3 separate regions of the Mus musculus genome follow, and regions 1 and 2 are each linked to region 3. Evidence: chromatin contacts called from public Hi-C data. All regions are on one chromosome and are shown on one strand. Each heading gives the region's core, a stretch centred on a gene start, on an enhancer-like site or on the middle of the called end of the contact. The rest is flanking DNA. Distances are from core to core; before and after follow the strand shown.

Region 1 (2,709 bases), core at 7-2,506, 380 kb before region 3:
GAGATATAAAAAGACCCAAAACACTGTATAACCAGCACTGTCTAACATGTTAAAACCGGACAACATACACCTATCAGTCTCATTTGACTCCAGGTCTCATGTAATATGTCAATATTTTTTATATTAGCATTGGTCATCACTGGGCTTTTACTGTGTCAGGCATGAGGTAAGTAAATTTTCATGGTACCTCAATAGCTTAAAACAATACATTGAACTTTATCTCATAATTAGAGTTGACAAGAGAATTTCTAGATGTCCTTGGCTACAGTCAACTTTCAGTCAGCTATGTGTTTATTCTCCAGTAGGTTTTCTGGCTCTAGATGTGTGGGGCTAGTGAGACATAAACTTGCCTTCTTTCAGGAGGCTAAGTTGAGCTAGTTTTAGTGGCAACAATAGTCCAAGGGGTCCGAAACAGAAGTGCAGGTCCTCTTGAGGTCCAAATGCAAAATATTTCAACTGTGCATGACAGCCTTCCAACTGTCCAAAGCAAATAAAAAATTGAGCAGACCAAGGGTCTTGCTATATGCCTAGAGTTTGAGCCAATGGTAACTGCAGTCCTGCCTGAATTTCAGAAGGTTGTTCGTCCTGGATTCCTCTTTGCTACATCTCAGATGTCTGCTAGCTCCCTTTTCCTCCATGGTTATCATATCAGGCAGGGAATACCAACTGCTGGCTCTTAGCCACCTTACAGCTATGGAGTTTACTTATCAGAGTACTTTTTTCTAGCAAGTGTCCCACTGGACAATAGGCAAATCTAGATATAATGCTTTGTCTCAAACCCTCACTGTATTTCAACTTCCATTGTTAAGCAGGCATTACACAATTCTGCTCAAAACAAAGCCAAATTGAGCTTCCTTGGGAAAGCTTGGATGGGGGATGTCTATAAAATATCTCTAAATGGGGCTACAATCTACTGCCTAGAAACATGAACATTGTCTAATTCTTCATTTATAAGCACTGTGAAAGACCTATCCCATCATTAGTCTATGTATTCCAGAAGCTGCAAATCCCAAACGTCCTTAAAGGTTGCAAGCATATTTGCTGAAAGACTAAGGAACTGGCTTCATGAGTTCCAGATTGCTGAATGCTAGCCCTACATATGTTGCAAAAGCATGACTGGTTTGCAAACTGTTGGGGACAAATCCCTTGTTTTCCTTCTGGCTTGGTTTTGAATAGAGAGTAGGATGCTAGGCGGGACGGAGTGGGTGTAGAGCTAGAACAGGCATTGTTGTGCAGGGCTCTGGATGCCCCTGCACGAAGTCTGAAACAAAAAGCAAAGATTCATTTGGCAAACAGCTTTTAGGATGAGTCATGTGAGGGAAGTAGGGCTGGGTGTCCACTCTTTGTGCTTTCTGGGGATCATGGAAATATTTAAATTGTTGGGGAAATAGAGTGGGTAGGAAGCAAGTAGAAAAGGTAAGAGAGGGGGGAGGGAGGGCTCGAGAAGGGGAGGGAGGGAGGGAGAGAGGGAGGGAAGGAGGGAAGGAGGGAGGGAAAGAGGGAGGGAAGGGGAGAGAGAAAGGTAAAGGGAGAGAGAGGGAAAAGGATAGAGGGGGAAGGGAGAGAGAGAGAGAGAGAGAGAGAGAGAGACTTTCCTAACTTTAAAGGAAGAAATAACAAGCTCCTCGCTTTGTTTAAAAGTATAAATTGTAACAAGAGAAATGGCCTTCTCTGATTATAGAAAGCTCTTAAAATTCTGGTGGTTTGAAAGGTTTAAGAGGCTTTAATTGAGCTGTGCATGGTTTTAGACATCTATAATCTCAGCTTTCAGGAAGATGAGGTAGGAGAATCACAAGTTCAAGATCAGTTTAAGCTATAGAGAGACCCTATCTCAATTTTTGAAGAAAGAAAAGACAAAGGAACAGAAGAAATTGGACACTCCAATTCAGGGTTTCTCTTCTAACAAAGTATCTGATTCAGTTTGCTTTAATACATTTAAGTTGCTGAGAATTTTTAATTCATTTATAGTGAGCATATATAACAGAGATCCAGTACTAGACCCTATGTTTCAGATTATATTTTCAATATTTAATACATTCAATCAAAAGAAAGAAAGTACAACATAGTTCCATGGCAGCTTCTTTTTTTTCTTTTTTTTTCTTTTCTTTTCTTTTCTTTTCTTTTCTTTTCTTTTCTTTTCTTTTCTTTTCTTTTCCCTTCCTTCCTTCCTTCCTTCCTTCCTTCCTTCCTTCCTTCCTTCCTTCTTTTTTCAATTTTTTATTAGATATTTTCTTCCTTTACATTTCAAATGCTATCCTGAAAGTCCCCTATGCCCTCCCCACACCTTGCTCCCCTACCCTCCCACTCCCACTTCTTGGCCCTGGCGTTCCCCTGTACTGGGGCATATAAAGTTTACAATACCAAGGGGCCTCTCTTCCCAATGATGGCCCACTAAGCCATCTTCTGCTACATATGCAGCTAGAGTCACGCTCTGGGGGTACTGGTTAGTTCATATTGTTGTTCCTCCTATAGGGTTGCAGACCCCTTCAGCTCCTTGGGTACTTTCTCTAGGTCCTTCTTTAGGGGCCCTGTGTTCCAGCCAATAGATGACTGTAAGCATCCACTTCTGTATTTGCCAGGCACTGGAATAGCCTCACAAGAGACAGCTATATCAGGGTCCTTTCAGCAAAATCTTTCTGGCATATGCAATGGTGTCTGCATTTGGTGGTTGTATATGGGATGGATCCCGTAGTGGGGCAGTCTCTGGAT
Region 2 (2,700 bases), core at 114-2,613, 400 kb before region 3:
AAACAAAAAAAAGTTTTATATAGAGTTAAACTTTAAGTTCATAAATATGTTTTCCTTCTGTTTGGGTAATCAAAAATTGAGGCATAAGTAAGAATGTATGATATGGTTGTCTGTAGTCACAAAACTTTTCTGACTGAATTAAAACAATGCTTCATCTTTGTTAATAGTAAAAGTGGTAATGCATTATGACATGTATAAGAAGGTATGAGGTGAGGAGAATTTGGACATGAGTATATCATGTGCACTTTTAGAAATATTATATCCAAGGCAAATGAATATAAAGACTCCCTAAAGTAGAAAAAAAAAAGAAGAAGACATTCAGCAAGGCCCTAGACAATGGGCTACCAGATAGCGAGAGTAGAAATGAGGCACCTTAAATAACAATTAGTATTTATTATACTGGGAGGCAAGGTAGAGAAGTATCAATGCTCACACCACAACAGAAGCTTAAGTTTTGATAGCCATCTACTCATAATTTCAAAACAGCTGAAAAAAATAAGTTAAGAGATCATGGTACCACGTGACAGCTTAATGAGAAGAGAACAACTCAAAGAACTAGGAAACCATCAAATAAATCCCAAAATTAACAAATGGAAGGAAATACAGATCGTATAAAAACTTAAACTGGTGGTAGAAGAATAAGAGAAATGTTAATGAAAATATTAGCTGATTTTTGAAAAGGTGAGCAAAATTCATAAACATTTAGCCAGATTAAGAAAAACCCTTAGTTATCCTAGGAAAAATACCAAGAATGAATCATGAAAAACAAGGCAATCTGAACAGACCAGTAACAGATGAGTCTAATCCAGTATTGTGCATTTTATATTTATAAAAGTCCCACATTTATGGAATCAATAACACAACTGCATACCTTTCTTATTAAGCATGGATTCTTTTTTTTAATATAATAACATCTGAATACAGCTTTTTCTCCCTCTATTCTTCCCAGTTCTTCCCTACCTCTTCTGTTCCTTCCTGTTTCTCATTATAAAAGAACAGGCTTCTAAGAGATAACAACAAAACATAGCAAAATACAATATAATATAATAACATAAAACAAAAACCATCATATTGAAGTTGAACAGAACAAGCCAACAGAAAAATAAGTCCCTAGAGAGGGCACAAGAATTGGAGACCTGCTAGCTCACACACTCAGGAATCAAATAAAAACATTAAACTGAAAGTTATAAGTTATACACAGAGGACCTGATGCAGATCCATGCCAGCCTTGTATTTGCTGCTTCAGTCTTTGTGAGTTTATGTGACCTTTTCACAGTTGATTTAGAGGGCTATGTTTTCCTGCTGTGCTCCATCCCTTCTGGCTCTTACACTCTTTCCTCCTTCTCTTCCACAGGGTTACCTGAGCTCTGAAGGGAGGGGTTTATAGCTGTGTCTTCCAAGATCTCTTTCTCTGTGAAATGCCTGGGGCTGTGATATTTGTTCCCATCTGCTGCAGAAGGAAGGCTCTCTGGTGATGGCTGAATATGGCACTAGTCTATGCATATAGCAGAATATCATTAGGAGTGTTTTGTTTGTTTTTGACAAGTATTAGTTGGTCTTATCCTAGATTTCTGGGTTATCTAGCCTCTGGTCCTTGACACCCAAGCACTGTCAGGGTATGGGTTCCATTTCCTGGAGTGGGCCTTAAGTCAAATCATGCATTTCTTGGTTGTTATTTCCATAAGTTTTGTGCCATCATTGCCTTAGCATATTTTGCAGGTGGGACAGATTATAGATCAAAGTTTTCGTAGATGTGTTAAATTTTTTCTTTTGGTAGCCTTCATAGTACCTAAGACAACTAGAATGTAGGGATGAAGGCTCTGTATAGACACCATCTGGACTTCCTCATGTTCAATGAGTTGTGTGGGTGTTGTCCTCAGCGATTGGGCCTTACTGTCAGTTTGCAGAGAACAACCTATTATCTTGGCAACAAACAGCTTGGGTTGTTTGGGGATTTCCATGGTACCCTTTGGCCAACAATTCAATTGGATGAAACCCAGTCCTAGTACTGAATGTTGCATTTAGTGACAAGAGATTAGAACTATTCCAAGAATTAGAGAGAATAAATGAAAAGTCATTATATGTGATCAGCATTCCGTTGTCATCAGATAATGCATTATAAAACAGAAACTAAGTAGACCAGTATCCCAGATGAAAACAGGTGCAAAAAAAAACCCAATAAAATACTATTAAGCTACTTTTAACATGATCAAGTAGGATTTATCCCCAGGAAACAAGGATAATTCAGTATATGCAGAAATCAGCAAATGTGAAATGGCACACTAATAGAACGAAAACCAAGAATTGTATGATCATCTCAATAGATACAGAAAGGCAGCTGAGAAAATTTAGTGTCTTTCTTAAGATGAAAACTCTCTACCAAATAACTGTACAAAGGATATGCTTCAACATAATAAAGGCCATTTACAAGGGTCCCAAATTTTACATTATGATTACTGAAAAAAGTTGAAAGTTTGTCTTCTAAACTCAAAAGAAAACAATCTTCACATACTTGGCATTTGTATTTATCAAACTCCTAAAAATTTTGCAAACAACACAAAGAAATAAACTCACCCAAATCACAAAGAAAGATCTTAAATTATCTCTGTGTGCAGATGACATGTTCTTACATACATAATTCTTAAAGATCATACACACACACACACACACACACACACACACATTGCTAGAACTAATACA
Region 3 (2,700 bases), core at 199-2,698:
GAGACTTTCACAAGCGAAATTCTTGGGGAGCTCTCCAAAAACCTTGTTGCTGAACATATTTATAGAAATGTGAAAATAAAACAACTCTCAAAGGATAACAGTGTAAAAAAAACTTTGGCTATTTATATTAAACTCCTACCAAAACAGCATGCAGTCCCCTCAACTTGGGACGATAAAAAGAATTCCAGAGCAAATAAAGTTACCTGGAGGGACAGGGTCTCCTGGTATAATTTAGGTTGGCCTGAAATTCACTATATAGCCCAAGCTGGCTGCACACTACCACCAGTCCTCCTGCCTCGACCTCTCGAGTGCTACGATTACAGGCTTGAGGCACTAAATGTGGCTTGAGGGGTACTTTTAAAGTATTTTGACTCAAAACCAATGAGATGTGTTGTTTAAATACAGTACACCTGAAACTCTGAGCTGCCCACTTTTTGCCTCCTTGTAAAAAGTCCTGCCATGTGCTGCCCATCTTTACTTAAGTACTTCGTTTGAAAGGTCAGCCAGTTCTATTAGAAATTCTGCTCAGCTTGATTTCAGTCTCTGTGTCCTGCTCTCATTTGATAAGGAATGCATGCCAATGATCTACGGTTAGCTGCTTGGTGGCGACTGCTTTTCCTCCCTAAAGCCCTTCCCCGGCTTTTCTTTCTCCCTCTCCACCACCCACATGCTGCTCTTATTCGGACTACTTCAACTGCCTCTATCACTCATCCACACCATTCCTGGCCTCCCTGTGCACCCACGTGCATACCCTTAGTGTGGCTCCATTTAACCCCTTGCTTGCCTGACAAATACAAACTCAACTAGGCTGGCGGAGTCTAGCACTCACGGGGACTGTGCACAGGTTTTGCAGTTCCCACCCAGAAACTAATCAGGCTCCCATCAGCAAACAGATCACATTACATAAGGCAGCTGGAAGGCGGCTCGGAGGCTGGGAAGCCAGATCACAAGGCTGCTGCTTCACCCACGTGCTGGTGAATCTTCCATCAGCCCCTCGGGAGAAGCAAACCCAGACGTCTGTAGTTAACAGCGTACATTTTGTGCCTGCCAGCGAGCACGCAGGTATAGAATACAATCTGCTAGGTTTTACGTCCATGTACCCCCAAATCAAAATACTCAGCAGAGACCATGTAGCCCCCAGGGAATACAGAAACATTTTTCCTTCTTTGAAATTCCTTCAACTCTTTATTAAGCCTCGTACTTATCCGAGAATAGCTTTTGTTTTACTGCCTGGGCAGTATGCGTTTAATGACTAATGGGCACAAAGCAGGACAACCCTGTCACACACACACACACACACACACACACACACACACACACACAAATGGGTAACCCAAATTCTCCCTTCCTGCTCCTTAGATAAGCCTTCACACTTCACTGCTCAGTGGAAAGCAAAGAAGGCATGGGGTGAACTGAATTCAGCTGTTGTTACCTGATTCTGACCACACTGGAAGGAGTCTAATTTTCAGGCACAGATTTGGTTTACGCAGTGAGTGGGCAGGTGGAACCTCCTCCACCTAGAAAGGAATCGTGATAAGGGAGAATTTTTTTTAAAGGTGGGGGAAGAGCCTAGAAACGAAATCCGTTTTCATCGCACGTGATGTGTGCAGATCTTAAAGTAGGTTGTTGCACTTCTGCACTGGGCTGTGTTTTGCCTTCGATGGATGCACATTCAGCTTGAGGCGATGCTGATAGCCGTGATTAAGCAGCGCTTCCAAGGGAAAATGTTTTGTTGTTTTCCTACCAAGATAGGAAATGCTTGTTTAGTATGCAAGAAAACTCCTCCCATTTCTGAAATGGAATTTACGTTATACGGTCTTTTGTTAGATGGTTAAGATTGCACTGCATGGTAGAAAGGACGTTAGGAGAATTTTAAGTGAGAGAGAGGGAGGAAAAAGAATGCAGGAGATAAAGAAGGGTGGGAGGTAGATACGAAGGGGGAGTGTAAGGGGGAAGAATCCAGGAATGCTTAAGCAAAGTAGAGAAAGAAAGGGGAGTGTGGATCCATTGTTCACAATAGAAGGGCTAGTTAAAACCACCAATTTCAGGAGCCAGGAGGGCATCTCGATTAGGGAAATCCCAGCTATGTGCAGCCCCTACCCCGCTGGGAATATCTGCTGACAGGAATGTAATGGAAAGTGTAGCTGATGTGAGAATCACCAGAGAAAGAAAGCCTAGGACTCTGCTGGGGAAGAGGATTTTTCTCAAACAAGAAAGAAGTGAACCCATTCATTCTAAATGAAAGATGCCAAGTGTATATACAAAGATGGAATATAGAAACTCTCCCAAAGGGACATTAAACACTGTAATTGCGTCATTGTCTATAGACCTGCAGCCGACTTCCATCTCAAACAATATAAGAAAATAACAATTCTTCATGAATTATTCAGAGGTTCCCTTTGTGGCAGTCACACACTGTACAACTAAGGCCCCACAGATCTTCTTCAAGGAGCCTGTGGAACTATTTCTTACATAAGTGTGGGAAGGTGGCAGCTGGCTTTAAGTTCAGTGACAATGCTTTCAGCCTATTTGACTAATAATTTCGAAAGTCTTTTGCAACAACTTTGTAACACTTAATGCTGAATTGTGTTTAGTGTGTCATGTTTTGGACATCTTGGTCAGTTGCCTTTGCTGTAGCTGCCACTATCAATGTTAATGATAATAATATTTTGTTGGTGCAATGAGGTTGTGTAATAAAGA

What was found. A called contact is a pair of places that touch in the nucleus more often than the background predicts.
Region 1: a contact with region 3 is called in a Hi-C map of ventral hippocampal neurons, with 2.5 times the contacts expected there. The contact joins two enhancer-like sites. A contact is called at or near these places in 1 of 39 promoter capture datasets (hippocampal neurons), 5 of 484 Hi-C or Micro-C datasets (cerebellar granule neurons, cerebral cortex, forebrain and 1 more) and 1 of 115 datasets of contacts at active chromatin or transcription factors (neural progenitor cells).
Region 2: a Hi-C map of cerebellum shows a contact between it and region 3, with 3 times the contacts expected there. The contact joins two enhancer-like sites. A contact is called at or near these places in 5 of 484 Hi-C or Micro-C datasets (cerebellar granule neurons, cerebellum, cerebral cortex and 1 more) and 1 of 115 datasets of contacts at active chromatin or transcription factors (neural progenitor cells).

What each region holds. Positions count from the first base shown.
Region 1 is chrX:158,543,040-158,545,748 of GRCm38.p6, forward strand. No RefSeq gene overlaps it. Among named protein-coding and RNA genes, the nearest start is that of Cnksr2, 500 kb to the left of the region's middle. Within about 2 kb of position 1,257, at least 7 of the 459 cell types and tissues checked have an H3K27ac peak or open chromatin away from gene starts, as enhancers often do. A contact at or near this core is called in ventral hippocampal neurons, where this site is marked.
Region 2 is chrX:158,525,313-158,528,012 of GRCm38.p6, forward strand. No RefSeq gene overlaps it. Among named protein-coding and RNA genes, the nearest start is that of Cnksr2, 480 kb to the left of the region's middle. Within about 2 kb of position 1,364, at least 1 of the 459 cell types and tissues checked has an H3K27ac peak or open chromatin away from gene starts, as enhancers often do. A contact at or near this core is called in cerebellum, where this site is marked.
Region 3 is chrX:158,922,488-158,925,187 of GRCm38.p6, forward strand. No RefSeq gene overlaps it. Among named protein-coding and RNA genes, the nearest start is that of Rps6ka3, 330 kb to the right of the region's middle. Within about 2 kb of position 1,449, at least 45 of the 459 cell types and tissues checked have an H3K27ac peak or open chromatin away from gene starts, as enhancers often do. A contact at or near this core is called in cerebellum and ventral hippocampal neurons, where this site is marked.